2 separate regions of the Mus musculus genome follow, and region 2 is linked to region 1. Evidence: chromatin contacts called from public promoter capture Hi-C data. All regions are on one chromosome and are shown on one strand. Each heading gives the region's core, a stretch centred on a gene start, on an enhancer-like site or on the middle of the called end of the contact. The rest is flanking DNA. Distances are from core to core; before and after follow the strand shown. Region 1 holds the start of Pgc (progastricsin (pepsinogen C)). Region 2 holds the start of 1700122O11Rik (RIKEN cDNA 1700122O11 gene).

Region 1 (4,666 bases), core at 761-3,260:
CAAAGTGGTATTTCTGGCCAGGGTCATACTTGTGGTTCTTCAGAAAGTCTTTGAGGACACCTTGTTCCTTCATGGTCTCCCGGATACTCTTCATTTTCTTCAGGGGGACCCTGTGGAAGGCGGTGGATGTGTCAGGCCCGGGCCCTGCCTTCTTCTTTCTTCCCTTTCTCCTTCCATACCTCTCTCTCTCTGTGTGTCTCCTAGCTCTGTCCGTGTGTCTCAGTCTCTCTGCCAGTCTGCCCCCAAGCACGCCCACTGAATCTCTATCTCTCCTCTCCATCTCTCGCTTTCCATTCTTCCTAGTTTTTCTTCCCCTTCATCTTTTTCTTTCTACTTCCTCCCTCGCTCAAACTCCTCCTTAATGTTTGCTCCAAGATTCGGAAGTTAACCAACTTCAACTTTATCCATCCTCACCCCACATAAAAGGCTGCCCAGGGCCCCTGTTCTTTGGTTTTTTTCGAGACAGGGTTTCTCTGTATAGCCCTGGCTGTCCTGGAACTCACTTTGTAGACCAGGCTGGCCTCGAACTCATAAATCCGCCTGCCTCTGCCTCCCAAGTGCTGGGATTAAAGGCGTGCACCACCAACGCCTGGCTCAAGGGCCCCTGTTCTACTACAGCCTGTAATTCTCCCCAGGAACAGGAAGGTGACTTGGAGAATTGTCCTTATTAGAATCAGTGAGTTTATGTTTTTGAAACTGGGTCTCACATGTCTCAGGCTGGCCTCAAACTTGATATGAATCAAAAAGCGGCCTCTAACTTCTGATCCTCCTTCTTCTGCCACCACACCCAGTTTCTAGAGTGCTGAGGGTCAAAGCCAGAGCATCATACATGCTAGGCAAGTATCCTACCAACTGAGCCACATCCCAGTCCATGGTGCTACACTTTTTTAAAGGTGCCAGAGAAAGCAGGTTCACCCCAAAGTGTCCTTTCCTATGGTGGTCCTCTGGCACCAAGTACCAACCAACCGACGGGACAGAGTGTGGAAGAAGGGGAATCGTGCTGATCCCCCTACTTATTGATAACTTTACAACCCAGGGACATCACTGTGCCTCGTGGAACAGTCCACAGGGAAGTGACTTGTGAACTCCAGAGTTAGAGCATAGGGGTCATGGCTTCTGCCAATGGCACCATGAGCGTGATCCAAGTGGGCTGCCATTGCCCAAGGGTCTCTGCAGAGCCACCTGCGTGCACTGCAACCTAGAATTCCTTTTTCTTGTATTCTTTCTTTCCATTGTAACTCCTCATTCTCGTAGGACTCTAGGATTCCAGGGTCTCTCTGCTTACACCTCCACGGGAGGGCACACCATTCACCTGTACTGCGGTTGCACCATGCTAGCTTAAGCTAGCTGGCCTTTCACCCAAGAAACTACCAGGTAGCAGGCCTGGCAAGATGGCTTAACAGGGAAAGGGGCTTGCTGCCAAGCCTGAAGACTTGAGTGTAGCTCCTAGTACCATAGGGTAGAAGGAGGCCCTGACTCCTTGGATCTGTCCTCTGACCTCCACAAATATTCAGTGGCCCAGGCACACTTATCTCATCATCCCACATACACACACACACACACACACACAAATTTTAAAGAAAAAACTTTTTAAAAATTATGAACTATCAAAATCTACAGATGCTCAAATCCATGAGTATTCCTTATAACCTGTGTAATCCTCCCCACTACAGTATCTTTGGATCACTATTAATACATATGAAGGGGCTGAAGGCATGGCTCCGTGGTTTAAGAGCACAGTTTGCTTTCCCAGAAGTGCAGGGTTCGAGTCTCAGCACCCACAACCTGTTGTAATGCCTGTCCCAGGGGATCTGACACCTTCATAGGCACCAGAGTCCAGGTTCCCGCCTGAGGGTCTCCGAGCCTAGAGCCATTCTCCAGTCTCACCTGATCAAAGCTGCCTCCAGGAGTGGGAGGCAGAGCAAGGCGACCACCATCCACTTCATGATGCCGGTTTGCAGCTGGTCTCACTGGAAGAAATCACTTCGAGCTCGACCGTTGCGGTGGAGTGGAGAGCTGAGCGGGACTCCTTCCTTTTATACACCCAGGAGCTAGCCCAGCCCCTGACTCCCAGCCTGGGCAAGCATGCCGCCCCCCTGCCCCGCCCCAAGCCAAGATGTCCCTTGGACTCCAAGTATCAATAGTTTCTGTGTGTTTTTCCTTCTGGAGCAGGACCAGGACATTTTTCATCTTATTGACTTTCTTACTTCAAGCAGGGAAGGCCAGGAGGTAGCTGCGATATGAGGGAACAAAGCAGCCGCACAGTGAAGTGGCAAAGATTGCACCTCTGGGAATCAGAGGCGCCATAGAGGTGTTTGAGGTGAGGGCTTGAAGAAGGGGCCTGGGACCTGACAGTTGGTCCCTCAAGCTTGTCTCCAATGATATTTGGAAGCAAATAATTCTTTGTTTCTGGGCATGATCTGTTCACTGTAGGATGCTACCAATAACCCCATCTTCCCACTAAATGCTAATAGCAGCCCCTACTTGCTCCCCTCCCCAACCCTAGGCTGTAGCCACCAAAATGACTCCAGGCATTTTTGGTTTCCCCTTGGAGACAAGCTCTTGAGGAACCGCCTAGTCCACCATACTTGCAACATACTTGGAGGTCTGACTTAAGTCATGATTCCCAATCCCCCTTAAACTTCTGGGAGCTGGGGTTCAGGGGCAGCAGTCTGTGGTGACAGTACTGATGCTGAGGTCGGGGCTAGCAGATGGAGTCAGAACGGAGTGGTGGTTTGGAAGCTTTCGGCATGAAGTCCTGTCCCAATTCAGCGGGAATCACTCCCAGAGGAGAATCACACCATACAGCCATGTGAGCTGCGTTCTAAGAGCAGGGTGTGAATGGAGGGGCCACACCTGCACCCTGCTCTTTCTCCCGCTGTCTCTCTTCCCTCCCCGTTGCTATCTGGGAGCTTTATTTGGTTGGGGGTCTGGGGGTTGAACCTAGGGTCTCATGTGTGCCAGTCAACCACTGAGCCGGTTTGTGGATGTGTTCATATGGTGTATGTGTGTGCGCCTGCACACTTTCACCTATGCAGGTACATGTGGAAGCCAGAGGCAGATGTTAGAATGTCTTCTTCAAGTGCGTATCTACCTTCATTTTTTAAAATTTTCAAATAAGGGGTGGTGGGAGGGGATGGGGGCGTCGCTCAATGTGTCACCACTGCAGGGGGTTTTTCTCTTCTTCTACCAAGTGGGTCCTGGGGAGTCTCAGGCTTGATGGCAAGCTCCTTTACCCACTGAGCTATTTTGCTGGCCCCCTCACCTTATATTTGAAAGATGGGATCTCTCACTGAGTACTGAGCCTGCTGCCTCATGTAAACTGAAGGCTGGTGAGTCCCTGGGCTCTATCTGCCTCTGTCCTCGGGTGCGAGGGTTATAGACACATGCCATATAGTCATGGCCTGCTCTTTATGTGGGTGATGAATTTAAACTCATCTCCAGGCTGGCACGACCTAGGCTATTTTTTCTTTTAGTTTGGAAACAAAATCTCCCACGATAGACCAAGTTGACTTGGAACTCACTCTGCAGCCCAGGGTGGCCCAGAATTCTCAACCGTCTCTCTGCCCTAGCTTCCCAAGTTCAGGGATTGTAGGTGTGTGCTTCTACGCATGGATATATTTTATTTTTGAGACAGACACTTGCTAATTTGCACAGGCTAGACTTGAACTCACTCTGTAGTCTAGGCAGGCCTTGAACTTATTGTCCACCAGAGTCAACACTACCTATCTACTATGTAGGTAGGATTACAGGTCTATACCAGTAGGCCCTGCTCTTCTATCTTTAGGGATTCTCAAAGCCCCTCTGTCTCCCCCATTACCCTCTCCAAAGCACTTACCCATCCCACTAACCACTCCTTCATCCCTCTAACCTTGCTATACCTTTTTCATGCCTTGAGTTAGCTAGGCCACCAACCTGGTCACCAACAAGCTCTCTATTTGGAGTCAGTGGAAAAAGTCCCCTGCCAGCTCTGTCACCTTTTACCCCAGACTCAGGGCCCCATATAGATTTAACACACCAGAGCATTGTAGGCAGAAGGCTGGGATCAGATCTGCTAGGCACGTATGTCATCTCTCCAGTAGGAATTTTCCACTCTGGCAACTGCTACCCACCGCCCAGCCAGAGCACTGGAGCCTCCCCAAGACTGCGATGAGGGAGGGGAGGTGGGAGGGCTAGGTGTCTGCCTGGGCCTGGCACAGATAGGGAGGTCTCTGCAGACTTGTGTTTCAAGGCTAGCTCAGCCCTCCTTCCCTAGAGTCTTCAGAGATGCACTGGAGTCTGGGTTGGTGGACTAAGGGATGAGATCTTCAGATTTGGGGGAACAGGGAAAAGACAGTGAGAAAATCGTTAGTAGCTTGCCAAAGCCATGGAGTGTTCTAAAGTCCTGCGAGGCCTCCCGGCTTCCACCACCTCAGCCTTGAGGAACTTTTCCTTGCCTCCCTACAACTCCAGGAGTCCTTGTCAGTCAAATCTCTAGGCCAAGTTCCGCCACATCTATAGAGCATTCCTGACCCGCAGCAGGCCAGGATGTGCCTGCTCAGCTGACAGGTGATTCCACAGCCCCTGTGGACCCAACTTGGCCCTCTGACAGCTCTGCCAATTACTCCAGGGCTCCCAGATGTCCTAAGATCTCCTCTGCCCCTGGTCTGTCCCCTGCACAATATCT
Region 2 (3,484 bases), core at 256-2,755, 310 kb before region 1:
ACAGTAGAAGGCAGAAGCAGGTGGCCCGTGTTTCGCCCTCCGTGGGAGACACTGACTGACTGCAGGCATAGTGACTGCGGGGGAAGACTGCAACTCTCAAAGTCCCCACTTCCTGTCCTTGCCTAGAGGGAGGAGGGGGGAGTCCCAGGCAGGGCCTTGGAAACCCTGACTAATGGGCAGGAGCCTCTGCGGGACTCCGCCCAGAGTTGGTTGCTGTCAGCTTCAGGGAGCTACTGAGAGGGAAAATTACTCACGTGGGAGGGAGGGATTGTTTTTAAGTAGAGGCAGATGGTAGAGAGGTGGGACTCGAAGGAAAGTGCACAACACTTTGTGGCCGGCAATATGTATTATTTGCAATATCTGGGGTCCTACTGTGTGCCAGCCACTCCTTTTCTCTTGCACCATCTACTCTCTCTGCATGAGCTGGAGAGATGGGAACCAACTTGCGTTCCACTTTGCAGATGAAGATAATGGGGCTCTAGGAGATGGAGATGCTTGCCCAGGGTAGCCAGTAAGGAAATCCCAAGCGTTCACTTCACACTTACCTGCAGGCTTCCTTCTTCAGCCTGGATTGTGTTCCTCGGCCTTCTAGGTCATCAAACCCTAGCCCTTTCTTCTCTAAGATTCCCTAGACAGGCAGGCCAGCTGTTGTGCTGGACTTGATCTCTTTACTCTAGCCAATAAAAACAAGGAAGAGAGACAAGAGCCACGAAGGGACACTTGGTATACCCATCCCCTTGCATACTCCCAAGACAACCACACACCTTAAAGTTCCACAGCAGGAACAGAAAGAAGACTGTGAGGTTCCAGGTCAGGGGCATTTCAGCACCAACTGGAGGGCAGAGAGATCTTGCCAGTTCTTCACGTTCCTGCTCAGAAATTAGCCTAAGCTTAGGACTCCAGCTATACTACTGTAGAAATTTAGGCTCTCCATGCCCGCTATTCCAGTATTCAGGGGGCTGAGACTGGAGGATAATGAGTTTGAAACCAGCCTGGGCTAACCAAGAGACTTGTCAAAAGCAAGAACAAAATACCCACATCAGATTCTCCTTCTCCAGTCAAATGTAGTGAGCATCGAAGTTTATCATCAATGTCTAGAAACACTCTCAAGGTCAGGCACAAGGGTATCTGCCCACATACTAATCTTTGAAGGTGGAGACAAACAGGTCGGAAGTAGCAGACTAACTTGGACTACATCATGAGATCTTGTCTCAAAACCAGTCAGGCATTGCTGGTGCTACCTTTAATCCCAGCAGCACCTGACTCTTCAGAGGAGAGGGGTCCCCAGCTGAACTGTGGGCTCTGTGGTATCTCATCCATTCCACAGAGGAGCTGGGGAAATGGAAGGAGAGTTAACATCCCAGAGACCCTAAGGAGCTAGATTTGGTAAAGACATGATGGCTCCTTTGGACTTATGGCTCACAAGGATGATGTCACAATAGGTTTGGAGGTGTGGCTCCTCCCTTTAAGCTAAGATAAAGAAGTTCTTGCTCACATTCCCTTCCCTTCTACTCCGAGTGGATAGGATGGAGTGGCATGGGCATGTCCCGTGGCCTGTCAGCCACTGGCCAAGTGACTTTGGAGGTCTGTCTCATGGACAGACATGAGCAGAAATAATCTCAACCCCAAATCTATACAGAAGTACTGGTTAGAAGTGTGTGTGCGTGCGTGTGTGCGTGTTCCTGTGCATGTGTGTGTGTGTGTGTTCAAGGAAGAAAGCCCCACTATGGCTTAGTAAGGCTCTCTGTAAGCGTCCCTGACGTGCCAGGTACAAACAAAGGTAATGGTAGCCATCGGAGGAGAGAGGGACTGAGGGGACTGATTCAAAGCATCTGTCAAAGTGATGAATGGTCCAGGCTTGGGCCTTGAGTCACCTAACTGGTAGAGTTTTTGTCAGGCAGAGGGGACTGAGAGCCAGGTGTAGCCTCACAAATCTGTGATCCAGCACTTGGAAGACTGCATCAGTCAGGGGAATTGAGAGTTTGAAGCCAGCTTGGACTACATAGTGAGACACTGCCTCAGAAAAAAAAAAAAAGCTAGGGGGGTTTGTCACTATATTCTAAGTGGCAAGATTGCCATCCAAATAGTCCAGCGTTGGTAGGCCTAAGGCCTAAATCTGGGGTGAGAGTGTGAGCTAGGGAAGGAATTTGGTTCTTCCCCAACCCTGAATCTGTCAATCCTGGATTCTCTTGATATGAGGTTCCTACCATCCCCCCCCCTTTTTTTAAGAGGAAAGATGGGTGAATTCTATCTTCAGTCCTATGTCCAAGATCTCATCATTGGAAGATATTTGGAACAAAATAAAACTTGAGGAAGAGGAGGAAGAAGAAGAAACAGGGAAGGAGAATGTAGACCAAGAGCAAGAGAAAGAAGAACAAAACAGGTGTGTTGAGACACAGCGCCTTCCTTCTTCCTCCTGTCCCTCCCGGCTCTGGAGAGCCTCACTCTATGACCATATCGGTCCGCTGCCCCTCTATCTCCACTCCCTGACTCCACTCTTCCTTCCTTTTGCTCAGGATCAAGGCCCTTCTTGGAGTACCCAAGCAGAACTCAGTGTGGGGCCTGATGGCTTGGCCCAGGCCCTCCCCAGAGCAAGCCCAGTGGTGGGAAGATTTCTCCCTGCCCTCACTCCGTGGAACCTGCCTCTGCGGCTGCAGATTGAGCTCAAAGATGAGGCTCCACCCCCTACCCTCCATGACTTCCTGCCCCACCCCTAAAACCTTGCCCTCATTGGGATCTAGAGAAGAGTCTAGCTGGCTAAGAAACCAGCCTCTGATGGAGCCTCTATCAGCGTCCAGATTGAAGATGCCCAAAGCAGTTCCCAGACTTCCACCCAAGGTCTCCCCTAAGAGATCTACTATGCCCAAGACAGGGCAACAGCAGACCGCAATGTCAATGTGGCCTCCGGTTATTATCAACCCTCCCTCCAAGAGCTCTGCTCTTAAGGGACAACACACACCCTCTGCCAAAGAGGTCACCCACACCCCAGGTGCCTGGGGCAACCCTTTGCCTCATCTTCCTTCAAAATAAATATTTTTTTGTTACACCAGCAACAGTCTAACACAGTTCTAGGCACTTTGAGATGTATTAGCTCATGAAATCTTCACGATATTTCTAAAAGATTGAAACATAGGTCAGGTTCCTCCCTCCCTCCCTCCCGGGTCTCTTGTTGCCCAGACTGATGTCAAACTCGCTATGTAGCCAAGAAAGACCTGGAACCTCTAATCCTCCTGCCTCTCTCTGGAGTACTTGGGCTACAGGCAATGCCCAGTGTACAGTCTGAGCTACAGTCTTAGCTTTTTGTTCACATCGCTTAGCACAGAGATTTCACTCTCATTTACTTTATTATTTAAGTCATTATGGACTCGGGGATATTTATAATACACTTGGAGTATGTAACGCTGGTGTATTTATTCGGCTGCTCAAGTTGTTCCTATTCTGGTCAAGGGGGCTTCTGCTGTTGTATCCTGTGTCCCTTTGGCAT

The links. Promoter capture Hi-C pulls out the DNA fragments that hold promoters and counts their contacts.
Region 2: a promoter capture Hi-C map of stem cell-derived epiblast-like cells shows a contact between it and region 1, with 4 times the contacts expected there. The contact joins the promoter of 1700122O11Rik here to the promoter of Pgc in region 1. A contact is called at or near these places in 1 of 39 promoter capture datasets (stem cell-derived epiblast-like cells), 5 of 484 Hi-C or Micro-C datasets (CD4 T cells, Th1 cells and embryonic stem cells), 9 of 115 datasets of contacts at active chromatin or transcription factors (embryonic hindbrain, embryonic stem cells, large pre-B cells and 2 more) and 3 of 9 other capture datasets (embryonic stem cells, macrophages and pancreatic islet).

What each region holds. Positions count from the first base shown.
Region 1 is chr17:47,724,186-47,728,851 of GRCm38.p6, reverse strand. It overlaps Pgc (progastricsin (pepsinogen C)), which reads right to left and starts at 2,010. Exons shown (of 9, transcript NM_025973.3): 1 at 1,888-2,010; 2 at 1-110. The coding sequence starts at 1,946.
Region 2 is chr17:48,036,314-48,039,797 of GRCm38.p6, reverse strand. 1700122O11Rik (RIKEN cDNA 1700122O11 gene) reads left to right here and starts at 1,505. Exons shown (of 3, transcript NM_029689.1): 1 at 1,505-1,584; 2 at 2,230-2,383; 3 at 2,517-3,053. The coding sequence starts at 1,527. The coding sequence ends at 3,030.